Regions from separate parts of the Zea mays genome. Here regions 1 and 2 are each linked to region 3. Evidence: chromatin contacts called from public Hi-C data. All regions are on one chromosome and are shown on one strand. Each heading gives the region's core, a stretch centred on a gene start, on an enhancer-like site or on the middle of the called end of the contact. The rest is flanking DNA. Distances are from core to core; before and after follow the strand shown.

Region 1 (4,399 bases), core at 1,382-3,881, 330 kb before region 3:
AGCAATCGTTAGAGGCAACTTGCCACTCACATAGCCACGGTGGGGGCACGGTGGTAGTGGTTGAGTGGTTTACCATACCAGAGAGGTGAAAAACTAGTTGCTAGATAGCACTTAGTCCTTGCATAGATTAAGGAGAGCGATAGTATTGATCGGGTGCTCTAACTAGAATTAGTGGCACTATCAGATATCTCGGTAAAGCATCGAGATTATAATCCTTTCTTTATATTAATCATTTATATTTAAACAATTTCTTTTAAGTATTTATATCACTAGAATTTTCATACTAGTCTATGATTGGAACTTGGTGTGCAGAACTTTTGATCGAACTATAAGGCATAAGGAACGAAGTTGAGCTTGATTACTTGTTTTAATTTGTGCAAGAAAATTTGGAGACGCCCAATTCATCTATATCTTGGGTATTTTGATCTTTTAGCTGGCACGCCGGTGCTGTAGCATTTTGTCTCCGTATGTGTGGATGCTACGAAGATGTGCTGCTATGGATACGGCCGGTGTTGATTAGCAATGAGTGTGAGAAGAATCATGGGATAAACATGTTGTTGCTTGTGATAGAACCCTTCTCTGGTACTGTGTTATATACCTAATAATAATAGTTGGGTCGTAGCTTATATTTATAACATTGTCTTGATCGCACATAGTCAATATTATGCGTAGCTTATCCCGTATCCGTTTTCGTATGGACGGAGCAACGGAGGACTCTGCTCGGCGCAGCCAACGAGGCAACGAAGGGTTGAGAGTGGCAGCGCAGCACGGCCGCCGAAGCCGAACAGGTGCATTCGGGGCTTGTACGTGGGCGTTGCGTCTGCCAGGACGTAAGTGATAGTCTGTGGAGTGTGGAGTGAGGACTTGTTTTGTCTAACGCATGTGCCAACTTGGTGTAGATCAAGCTTGCTGATCCAAATCCGACTTTTATACGAGCCAAGGCAACGACGTGTTAGGTGGTGCACAGCGTGACATAGCGAGTGACAGCAGAGAGGCTGCTATAGGCACGCACGCCATGTGTGCAGTATACTAGTAGTACTAGTATTTACGGAACATAGAGGCTGTGTTGTGCTTATCTATTAGTACCAGTAGTGGTGGTACGGTGGTAGTCTTCTAATTGTCTAGCTACATGAGGTTTTTGCAAGGATAGAGTCTTCTTGCCATTGTTAGCACGTCTTAGAAGTCATATGCTCATCCACAAAGCATCGCTCTGGGAGTGCTTTTTTATTTTTAAACAAATAAAAGGCATTGTTGGGAGAGGGTAACTGATCGAGGTCTGGACAACAAAGAAAAATCCTGTTTTAACGACAGACTTTAAAAAAAATGACAGAACTTAACTACCGATTCCAATTTCTTTACTACAGCTTATATATCATGTGCGTGAACGTACTAACGCGAGACTGTGACAGCGCAAGTGTCAACGGCTGCTCCCACTGCCATTAACCCATCTAGAAAAGAAAAGAAAAATTCTCCGCAACCGCGTGCCTATCTGGTAGATGCAGAAGATCCATGCAACCCGGTGCCACTTCAGCCGACGGAAGCTCATACGCGATGGGTTATTTTAACTGACCCCCTCGAGGTGCCCAGGCTGTTGGAATCTTCCATGCGCGCTGTTGCGGGCCCACCCACCGCGTGGTCTGCGCCCGACTTGCTAGTTGCTACCGGTTCGGTTCTGGTTTGTTTTGGACTTGGAACCGTCTGCCTGGCCAGAACAGGGGGCGACGGGGAGCCGAGGACCACCGCTCAAGCGTTTGCATGTTTGCGCATGTGCTTAAAATGCCTCGCAGAGTACTAGGCTACTAGCGCAGACACCAGACAAACTGCTCATCCTCCTCTTCCTACTACTACCGCGCAGCACCGTAGTAATATATAAGCGCCAACAAAGTTTGTGACATACTACGTACTTCAGTTTTCAGTGTGCACACACTAGTTAAAATATGGAAGCTTAATTTGTTGGTTCGCAAAAAGAAAAATAAAACCTGCTGTAATTCGTTGTTTTTTTTGCTTGCTTATTACTCGATCCGGGTCCGTCTGCCCGCCCGCGCGTCCAGCGTTGCCGGATCAAGCCGGGTATGCGTGGATCGGTTCGAGATATGTATGGATCCGCAACCGACGACGACCGCATCTCACATCCACAGCGACGCAGGAGCCGCGCGCCCCGGTCAGTCCTCCCTCCCCACACCTCTCTTTTCTCGCACATACTAGCTGGCCTGTACCTGTACACACTCTCCTACCCTACCACACTCGCACGACCAGTCGTCGTTCTCGTTCCACCGCACCGCACCGCTCAGCTCAGCGGCAGGCAAGTTGTGCTGCCCGGCTTCCCCTTTGCATCCTCTCCGTGTCTTCGCCTCCACGTTGACCACGACCTCTTCCCTGCAGCCCTCTCGCCGCCTCCGTCCACCACCCATGCACCCACCCGAACGAGACTACTCAACTCAACGTCTCAACCCAACCCGTCTCTAGCCGCCACTCCACCGGCTTCCCACCCACTGCCGCCGCGCCCCCACCTGTGACTGTGCCGCGTGCGTGCCCACGCCGCGACCACCTCACTACCCCCACCTACGACGCAACTTCCCACGCCCCATCACACACCCGCCACCGCTTTAAAACCCTCACTCCCCTCACTCATCACACTCGCACAGTCTCACCACAGCGAGCGAGAGCAAGGCGCCCAAGCAACCACCGCGAGAACAAGTCGCAGCCAAACAGCCCCGTCTCCCAGCGAAGCTTGAGCTTGCATTATTCTACCATGTCTTCCATGGAGCTGCTCCACGCCGTCGTCCCGGAGAAGCAGAGCGAGGAGGAGGTCGCGCCCGCAGCGACGACCACGAGCAGCAGCGCCACCGCCACGGGCGGGGACGAGGGCGCCCACGTGCCCCAGGGGTGGGCCAAGAGGAAGCGCTCGCGCCGCCAGCGATCGGAGGAGGAGAACCTCGCGCTCTGCCTCCTCATGCTCTCCCGCGGTGGCCACCACCGCGTCCAGGCGCCGCCAACGCCGGTCCCGTCCGCGGCGCCGGCCGCCGCGGAGTTCAGGTGCTCCGTCTGCGGCAAGTCCTTCAGCTCCTACCAGGCGCTGGGGGGCCACAAGACCAGCCACCGGGTCAAGCTGCCGACGCCTCCTCCTCCTCCTACTGCCGCCGCTGTAACTGTCTCGGCAGCAGTGCCCGTCCCGGAGGCCCCCGCCCCGATCACCGTCGTCGTCCCGCCGCTGCCGCCAGTCGAGGTCGGCCGCGAGCCGGCCACGTCATCCACCGCCGCGTCCTCCGACGGGGCGGCCTCGAGCAGAGTCCACAGGTGCTCCGTCTGCCACAAGGAGTTCCCGACCGGCCAGGCGCTCGGCGGGCACAAGAGGAAGCACTACGACGGGGGCGTCGGCAGCGCCGCCGCGTCCACCGACGTCCCGGCGGCGCCCGCCGAGACGTCCGCCGAGGTCGGGAGCTCCGCCGCGCGTGCGTTCGACCTCAACCTCCCGGCCGTGCCGGAGTTCGTGTTCCGGTGCGGCAAGCCCGGCAAGATGTGGGAGGAGGACGAGGAGGTGCAGAGCCCCCTCGCCTTCAAGAAGCCCCGCCTCCTCATGACCGCGTGAAACCGCTGCGCGCGCGGGCGGCGGATCTCATCTCATCACCCGTCCAAGATTTTGGTCCGCAGCTGCCGAGTTCAGCGGTGGAAGTGGAACACACTATTCGTTCATTCATTTCGTATGGTGCCAGTAGCGCTATTGTTTGATTTTTGTGGCTGCTCCTCTTGTACAGTACCGAGTGCGAGAAAAGATGCATAGTCATCGTATACATACCAATACAATACCGTACCTATAGGTCTTCCTATTCCTGTGGAAGAGTAGAACTTGTATCCTTATTAGCTGTCAGTACACTACAGTTCATACACACTTGGTTCTCATTATCAGAGATCATTGGTGAATTAGTGGTTTTGTATCATAAGCTTATTGTAAATGATGGATTGGAGATTAGTATGGAATCAGATACCCATTTGTTCCATGCCTGGTTCAAGTCTCTGTAGATGCAGTTGCAGATGCTCTTTCCGTTGCCAGCTCGAACCATCCCTTTGGCTGGCTTGCTTCCATGGTAAGAAACGGAGCAGTCTGCTTCGCCTCTCAGAAGCAACGTCCTCCCTCATATCCTACCTTTTTTTTTCTTTCGTCGTCCTCGCGTACTCAGCCAGTGACGTCCATCAATCCCGGCTGGCGATAACATTAATCCGGTTCCACGAGCGTCCACCACTTGCTGCGGTTGCGGAGCAGCGACGCCCTGCGCCCGCCGCCACAAGTGGGAACAGCAAACCTGGGGCCGTTGCGGCTTCGGGAACGCCGACGGACGGCGCCCACTAGCGGGTGGAACGCCCGCCGACAGCGACGTCGCCCCGCCCGCCCGCCGGCCGG
Region 2 (4,098 bases), core at 983-3,482, 450 kb after region 3:
AATCATGACCACATAAAAATAGTATATTTTCATTGAGTTCTTTTAAACATAAATTCTAAAAACATAATAACATATTCCCAGTAAAAAGAAGCACACATATTCCCAGTATAAATATACTTGCATTGGTTAGCGGCTACCGGTTTAGCTATGATAAATTTTAATTAATATTTAAAAGTATAATTTCGAATACATTAGATTATTGGAGTTTTAGAGTCCAAAATATAAATATACTAGGTGTAAATAAACAGTGACTTGATGATTTTATAAAGTACTTCGACTTCCATAGGGTGGGTTACTTATGTGCATGGTACTTGCGTCACGGAGTTTGAATAAACAAAAACAAAAACAAAAAATATCTAGATGAATAAATAAATCAGTCATAAAAATAAAAAAAAACTAGATGAAAAATAAATCTGGACAGACAAATCAGCGACATAAACGAAAAATATGGACAAAAAAAATAGTGACAAAGACAAAAAAATATTGAACGTCCACCATGGGGCTTGAACCCACAACCTCAAGGTTAAAAGCATTGCACTCTACCGACTGAGCTAGACATACTTTGTTGTTACACATCCGAGCTCGGCGCCATAGATCTTGGCGCCGAGCTCGGTACCACGTTGACGCCACGTCGTTCAGGTTGTGCCATCGTAGCACGTACCTTGGCGCCATAGCCTATGGCGCCGAGATGTGTTACGTCGGTGCCATAGGCTATGGCGCCGAGCAAAGGGTCCAAAAATGACATTAAAATTTTTTAAGGTCTAAACGTGAATTTTTTTTTGAGAAAGGGACAAAATACAAAAAATTCGGTCGTGGTGTTCATGTTCACCGCTGCCGCCGACATGGGTAGCGTACGACGGCACGTCGCGGCACGAACGAATGAATGAATGAATACGCACGGTGTGGCATGTCACCGCCGTGAAGCATCTGTGCCATTCATTCCAGGCATGCAGGAGATGGAGCCATTGGCAATTTTGCCATTATCATTTGTGGGCTTCGCCAGTATGCCATCGGACCCACAAATCATAGACACAGACGGTCCCATCAGTCATAGACACGGGATGGCATAATAACAAGCAGCCAAAATCGAGAGTGGCAAAATAGCAAATTTCTCGAGGAGATGGCCCGGGGCGGTGGGCTTTCAGCAGAGCACGCCAGTGCAGGCGCGCCACTGGCAATGGTGCAAAGCCACTTGCACAAAGTTGGCCATCTGGACACGACACCCGAGGTAAGTTGAAGGCACAGTCGATTTATTTGGCAATGCAGTTTCGGTGGGCAGATCTGATATCAAGGCACACAAAATCGACATCGTTTTTTCCTGAACTCGCTGCCGCCGCAACGGTCGACGAAACTCGACTCTGCGCCTGATGCCCTACAGGCTACGGCTAATTCGGGCCCAGTGGACCACTCCACCGTAGCCCAATTGTCAGGCGGCCCACCGTTCATTTCCAGACCCGCACCTAAATCGCCGGTTACTTCCGCGAACCGCCCCCACGTTCCAGCTCCAGCGTGTGAATGTGCGTGTGTGAACTGTGAAATGTGAACTGCTGAGGTGTGCGTGTCAGTGTGTGAACCGTCACGCGGCGAAGCAAAGCACGGCGCCTTTCGCTCGCTTTCCTCCAAAGGGCCGGGCGGCGTTCGTCCGCGTCGATCTGGACGAGCAGTTTGCCCATGCAGTCGTGGGACTCCGCCGTGCGCTAGGCAGCAACCGAACATGGCGGCGAAAGGAATTGTTGTTTTCTAGCAGTAGGGACTAGAAGCTCATTCACGTGCCGTCATCCAAGAGCTGGCTCGGCACCGCCACCTCCCACCATCATCATCGACGTCCGGCAGTAGCAGCATCATTACGAGACATCATCTTGTTTTATATCTAAAGCTATCGTTATCTCTCTGAAAAGCTTCAAGAAACCGCTCTTTGTGGCTTTAGAGATTAGCTTGGGCAGAAACCCGGCGGCCGCCCATGACGGAGGTGGAGACGTTGATCGCAGTCGCAGACACCGGTTTCGGTTTCTACCTGGTCCTCCGGCTCGTGGGCCGGGTCGCAGGCAACGGGGACACGATCGATGTGCAACCGCTCTTGACCGCTGCTACTGGACGCTGGACGAGTGAACACTTTCACGGATTGCGAGCAGCATCTTTGGCTCCTGGAACGGTCATGTGGCGGTGATGCCAAAAAACCAAAAGTTAAAAGCGGCCAGCCATGTGCACTGCGGGCTGCGGCCCGGTCTAATGTCTATCTCTCTCTCTCTCCACCCGGCTCCTCACTCACGCAGTCACGCCTTCCCGTCCGATCGATGCCGCTGAAGCAGCGGTCCATCTGTTCCCCTTTGTCCTGTTGCAATCATTCGAGGCCCCGTTCTCGATTCTATAAAACCACTGCCCCGATCTACCTCTCTCACACGCTCAATTCCACTGCCAAGATTCGCCACTCCGTCCGTTACCTTCACTCGCTCACTCACAATGCGGCGCCATGGCGAGGTACGCGTGATCTTAGCTATGGCCGCCGCCGCCGCCGCCGCGCTCTTGGCGTCGGCGGCCGTGGCCGGACGAGACGGCCGGCAGACCTACATCGTCCACATGTCCCATTCCGCCATGCCGGACGAGTTCGCGGAGCATGAGGAATGGTACGCCGCGTCGCTTCAGGCGGTGTCGGATGCCGCCACCGTGCTGTACACCTACAGCACCCTCCTCCACGGCTACTCGGCGCGGCTGACGCGCGCGGAGGCCGCGGCGCTGGAGTCGCAGCCAGGGGTGATCGTCGTCAACCCGGAGGTGCGGTACGAGCTGCACACCACCCGGACGCCCGAGTTCCTGGGGCTGGACGGCACGGACGCGCTGTTCCCGCAGTCGGGCACCGGGACCGACGTCGTCGTCGGGGTGCTCGACACCGGCGTCTGGCCGGAGAGGCCGAGCTACGACGACACCGGGTTCGGCCCCGTGCCTGCGGGCTGGAAGGGCAAGTGCGAGGACGGCAACGACTTCAACGCCTCCGCGTGCAACAAGAAGCTCATCGGCGCGAGGTTCTTCCTGACGGGCTATGAGGCGGCCAAGGGCCCCGTGGACACGTCCAAGGAATCCCGGTCGCCGAGGGACAACGACGGCCACGGGACGCACACGTCCAGCACCGCGGCGGGCGGCGCCGTCCAGGGCGCCGACCTGCTCGGCTACGCTGCCGGCACGGCCAAGGGCATGGCGCCCCGCGCCCGCGTCGCCACGTACAAGGTGTGCTGGGTCGGCGGGTGCTTCAGCTCCGACATCCTCAAGGCCATGGAGGTCGCCGTGACGGACGGCGTCGACGTGCTCTCGCTCTCCCTTGGCGGCGGCACGGCGGAGTACTACCGCGACAGCATCGCGGTGGGCGCTTTCAGCGCCATGGAGAAGGGGATCTTCGTGTCCTGCTCCGCGGGCAATGCCGGCCCGGGCGCCGCGACGCTGTCCAACGGCGCGCCGTGGATCACCACCGTGGGCGCCGGGACCATCGACCGCGACTTCCCCGCCTACGTCACGCTCGGCAACGGCAAGAACTACACGGGGGTGTCCCTGTACAGCGGCAAGCCGTTGCCCACCACGCCGATGCCCTTCATCTACGCGGGGAACGCGTCCAACAGCAGCATGGGCCAGCTCTGCATGTCCGGCAGCCTGATCCCGGAGAAGGTGGCCGGCAAGATCGTCCTTTGCGACCGCGGCACCAATGCCAGGGTCCAGAAGGGCTTCGTCGTCAAAGACGCCGGCGGCGCCGGCATGGTTCTCGCCAACACCGCCGCCAACGGCGAGGAGCTCGTCGCCGACGCGCACGTTCTCCCGGGCTCCGGCGTGGGGGAGAAAGCCGGCAACGCCATGAGGGACTACGCCATGTCGGATCCGAAAGCGACGGCCACCATCGTGTTCGCCGGGACGAAGGTCGGCGTCAAGCCGTCTCCCGTCGTCGCGGCATTCTCCTCCCGGGGCCCCAACACTGTGACGTCGAGCGTCCTGAAGCCGGACATCATCGCGCCCGGCGTGAACATCCTGGCGGCGTGGTCGGGGTCCGTCGGCCCGTCGGGGCTCCCCGGCGACGGCCGCCGCGTCGGCTTCAACATCATCTCCGGCACGTCCATG
Region 3 (4,254 bases), core at 529-3,028:
CCAGCTGCAGTGCCACACACACACACACTCCACTGTACTACTACTAACCTAGGGCTAGGGGGGATAATGCATTTTCTATGGGCGCTACGGATGCTTCGAGAGACCACTAATAATAAAACGTTTGCAGTTAATTGCGGCGCTGGGAGCGTTGGCCTTGGTCCGTTGGGCGGGCCCTTTGCTTGACTTGAAAGACATGGAACGGAATCTAGCCTGCGTACTTCGCTGACGCTGATACAGCAGCTGTTGAAGGGGGAAAAAAGAAGAACGCACTGGAGCGGTAGTAATTTGCTCACCAGATAAAGCAATCATGTCGGCCTGCGACAGGTTGTTGAGGGCGAAAATGCTCGTCAGCTGGTCCAGGTTGAAGGACGGCGGCGGCAGCTTGCCGTCGACGTTGGTGGACATGGACACCAGCCCGTCCAGCCTCCCCAGCTCCACCGCGTACGACGGCCCGCCAGCCTGCGCGAACCGATCGAGGATCAGAGAGCCTGTACCCTGTAGTGCTGCTGTCCTACTACGCTACGCTTTACTAGTAGGCTCCGCTTCCGCATCCCAGGGGAATCCTCCAAAGTTCGGGAGCTTTGGGGGTCCGGAAGAAGAAAGGTGGGTGCGATCTGTGCCGGGCATTGATTGGACCGCGCCGCGTGTGCTAGGAGAGGACGTGTGGTATGGTACCAGCTCAATGACGTCCCGGGTGGCCAGCGCCAGGATGTCGGCGCACGACACCTGGTTGGCGCACGCCGGCACGGCGTCCACGGCCGCCTTGGCCTGGATGACGGTGTCGAAGCCGTCGCCGGCCAGGGAGAGGTTGCTCGGGTGGTCCTTCTCCGCCGTGTTGTTCCCCGTGGACACCAGGATCACCGACGCGTCGCAGCCCTGCATGCACGCGGGAAGTTGAAGCATCGCCAGTCGCCCCGGTCCGTCAGAAACACAGGCAGTCGTCGAGGAAGAGGAAGAGGAAGCGCGCACCTCGACGAAGCAGTCGTGGAAGAAGAGGCGGATGGTGGCGCCCACGGCGACGGGCTGCGCCTGCACCTTCTTGGACACCGCGGCGCGCACGATGCTCTCCAGGTCCGGGCACACCGCCGCGTAGTAGTCCTGCCGCAGCTGCGCCGTCACGCCGGCGGTGGCTGCCGCGAGCGCCGCCAAGAGCGCCGCCAGGACCCTGATCCCGGCGCCCATGCTGCTGCGCCTAGCCTGGTCCACGCGCTCCCTCCCTCCCTCCTCTGCTGCCTTCTCCGGTTCTCCCCACGCACGCAGAGCTCGGTCGCCCCTGCTGCTGTTGAGTCTTGACTCTTGAGTGAGTAGTAGTGTCTCCTCGCGCTCGGCAACAGCAGCAGCGTCTCACTCCCCACTCTTGCAGTCCCAGCGGCCGGGTACTGCCGCGAGTGATGGCGGCTGGTGAGGCTGTCGAGCGCTGCGCTTGTGGCTGCAGCTGGTGGCGGGCGGTGAGGTTATGATCGCGGGGGGCAAGTGCCGCGTGCGATTGCGGTTTGCGATGCAGTACAAGCCAAGTCTCCTCGGGAGCCGGTCAGTGATCGATGGTTTTTAATGCGCGGAGGCGGCGGCGCGCGGTACGTCATGGACGGCTCCGTTGGGGGCACGCGCCGAGATGCGTGCGCTAGGGCGGATGGCGAGAGCGGGGCCCGTGCGGTGCGACTGCGGAGACACATGCGCCCTGCGTGTCCGGTCCGGTGGGCGTATGCGGCATGGCTAGCTGGCCGCCGGCGACGCGAACATGTGTGCGCTGCGATCGCAACCTCCACATGGCGTGGTTGGTGCGCGCGCGCGAGACCAACTGACCAAGGGCTTGCGTTTTGCAAGCAGTGGGGGCAGGGCACAAGTAACAATGCCAGTACGTACTACTGTGCTCGTCGCTACTCCCGTGGTGGCAGTGGCACAGTGCTGATAATACAGAGATCTCACGAGAAGGGCAAGCGAACAAGTAAACTGAAACTTTTTTTTTTGGTTGGCGTGTCCTGGGATGTGGTGTAGTACCGTCACGGAAGCTGGAAACAAGACTTGATTGATCCAATCCAACTCGGATAAACTGAAAGCAAGGCTCGGTCCGTAGGTTACGGTTACGGGACCTCGCGGTAACACAGGCGCAAGGGATTGCACATGTATCACGCGGCATGGCATATGGTCACCGCGGCTGCGTGACTCGACGGTTCGAGGCAGCAGCAGATAGTTGTGTTGTGTCGTCGTCTCTGCGCATCCGGAAACGCGAGTGCGTCCAAGGCCAGGCGCTTGGCCTGCATCCCGGGGCAGGTAGTAGGTTTTTATGATTGGAAGGAAGACGTCCAGAATCCGCCGCTGGTAGCGGCTGGTGCTAGTAGTAGTCGCGATAATTGGTGTGGCCTAGTAGCTCCTAGGGGCCCATGGCGGCGCAAAAAAAGTGGCGTGTACCTGAAAGAGTCCCGTTGCTTATTCGACCATCGTGCTGCCCCCTGGGCGCCTTGGATCGTAGCAAGCATGCATCAGCGTCGCGTGCCTTCTTTTTTCCCCAGAACATTGTCACAGTAGGAGAGTACTACTTCTTTTCGGTCCTCCTGTAAATTTGTCAGAAGCAGCCCGGGCGCGGCGCACTACCGAGGCGGGCAATTGCAGTGCAACGGGCGAAGGGATTAATGGAAGTGGCGGTGTTTTTTGAACGTTGGTGTTTGATGTTAACATCCACTTACCCGAGACCCCAACCCCAAGCAGAGGCGTCAACGGGCGATTGTGTTGGCTTGTCTGATAACTCTGATGGCTGATGCTAACGGCCACCTGCAGTCGCTGTCTGTCTTTTTCACCATCCGATGATCCTTTGGTGGCGATTAACGGGCAGCTAACGTCAGCGGCCCAGCCACACCCGCATAATAACTTCCTGACCGGTCGGGTCCGACGCGGTCCCTGCCTCTCTGATCGGACAGACTCGCCAGTAGCGGCTAGCGGGGCCTGGATCTGGATCAGGCCCACGCCACGCGGCCCAAGTAGCGGGGTGACGGGACAATTTCAAGTTTTCAACCGCGGTTCGCCGGGTGTTGGCAGAAAATGAGCCACGGCTTCTGATGTTTCAGTTCAGCTGTCGATCCCCTTCCCAGTTCCCCTCGGGTTGTTGCGGACTGGCCCTCCTACCAAACCGGATAGGCCATGCGCCATGGGCGGCTAGCTCCCGAGTCTCCCCCAGTCTTTTGCCCATCACGGGGGCGGAGCGCCAGGTCTGCCACGGGCCACGGCACCCGCCAGCACTTTTCATTCAGCGAATGCGCGCGTGCGCTATCTGGTCCTGGTCGCTCTATCGGTTGGTGCGCGCCATTCATGGGCAATGGCGAGGAATGTGCTTCGGCTCTCGGCTGCACTAGAGATCAGAAGCTGGCGTAGTGGGGAGCTTGTCTCGTTGCGAAAGAGACCGTCGCGTTCCTTCTCTTCCAAATCTGCCAGCAGCGAAGGGCGACGAGCATGCTGCGCTGTTCTGCTGGCATGTTGTTGCTCATCTTCAGAGTTCAGAGTGAGTGCTGTAAAACGTCCCCCCCGTAGGCACAAACATGTTCCTGGTTGCGGGAAAAGTGGCCTGAATGGCTTTTTTCCCAGAGTTGGATGGCCTTGGGGCAGTTGAAGAAGATGTGTTCAGTTGTTTCTTCTGGCGCACGGCAAGGACCGCAAAAAAAGACTGGACTATCGACCACATGCTTCGCAAAGAGGTCGGTCCTGCATTGGACTCTTCCTTTGATAAGTACAGTGGCTACGTAAAGAGCGAGCTGCACCTGCACCCTGAGTAGCGTTTCTCCAAAGAAACTTGCCTTGAGAAGCTTGTGTAATAAATAGCCGCTGAGTGCAGTCTGCCCGGTCCACCGATGAGAGGGAGACGGTCGTCTATCATCCTCATCGTCATTATTGAGCACTGTCTGGTACTCTGGTCAAAATGGTCAGTTTGGACTTCACTGAGTTCTATCGTTGCCCTGTGAGGATAACCGGTTGACAAAGGCATTACTTAGCAAGGTTTTCTGCTGATTGCTTGCATGAAGCCGATGAATTAGCTTCAGTAGGAGGCAGACGATTTGAGTCACACACCGCATGATTGGTTGCCAGATCCTACCCGTCCAGGCTCGTGGCATGCGTTGACTGGGTGCGAGCGCGTGTTTGGCTGCCGTGCCTCACGTCCCCGGACTGCACGCGCGGATGCACTTTAGTGCCTTTTTCACTGTTCAGCCTGCATGCGAGGAGAAACTAAAAATGGCCTTCGCTAGGGGACCAGGCCCGCACCAACCA

Evidence for each region. Hi-C and Micro-C count contacts between places; a contact is called where the count stands out from the background.
Region 1: a contact with region 3 is called in a Hi-C map of endosperm, with 4 times the contacts expected there. The contact joins the promoter of LOC100284288 here to the promoter of LOC100382459 in region 3. A contact is called at or near these places in 3 of 25 Hi-C or Micro-C datasets (ear, endosperm and leaf).
Region 2: a Hi-C map of endosperm shows a contact between it and region 3, with 4 times the contacts expected there. The contact joins the promoter of LOC100285096 here to the promoter of LOC100382459 in region 3. A contact is called at or near these places in 3 of 25 Hi-C or Micro-C datasets (bundle sheath, endosperm and leaf).

Annotation. Positions count from the first base shown.
Region 1 is chr1:286,710,822-286,715,220 of Zm-B73-REFERENCE-NAM-5.0, reverse strand. LOC100284288 reads left to right here and starts at 2,631. Exons shown (of 1, transcript NM_001157183.2): 1 at 2,631-3,996. The coding sequence starts at 2,753. The coding sequence ends at 3,589.
Region 2 is chr1:285,929,993-285,934,090 of Zm-B73-REFERENCE-NAM-5.0, reverse strand. LOC100285096 reads left to right here and starts at 2,232. Exons shown (of 1, transcript NM_001157991.2): 1 at 2,232-4,098. The coding sequence starts at 2,461.
Region 3 is chr1:286,377,640-286,381,893 of Zm-B73-REFERENCE-NAM-5.0, reverse strand. LOC100382459 (Peroxidase 73) reads right to left here and starts at 1,778. Exons shown (of 3, transcript NM_001175200.1): 1 at 676-1,778; 2 at 294-459. The coding sequence starts at 1,182.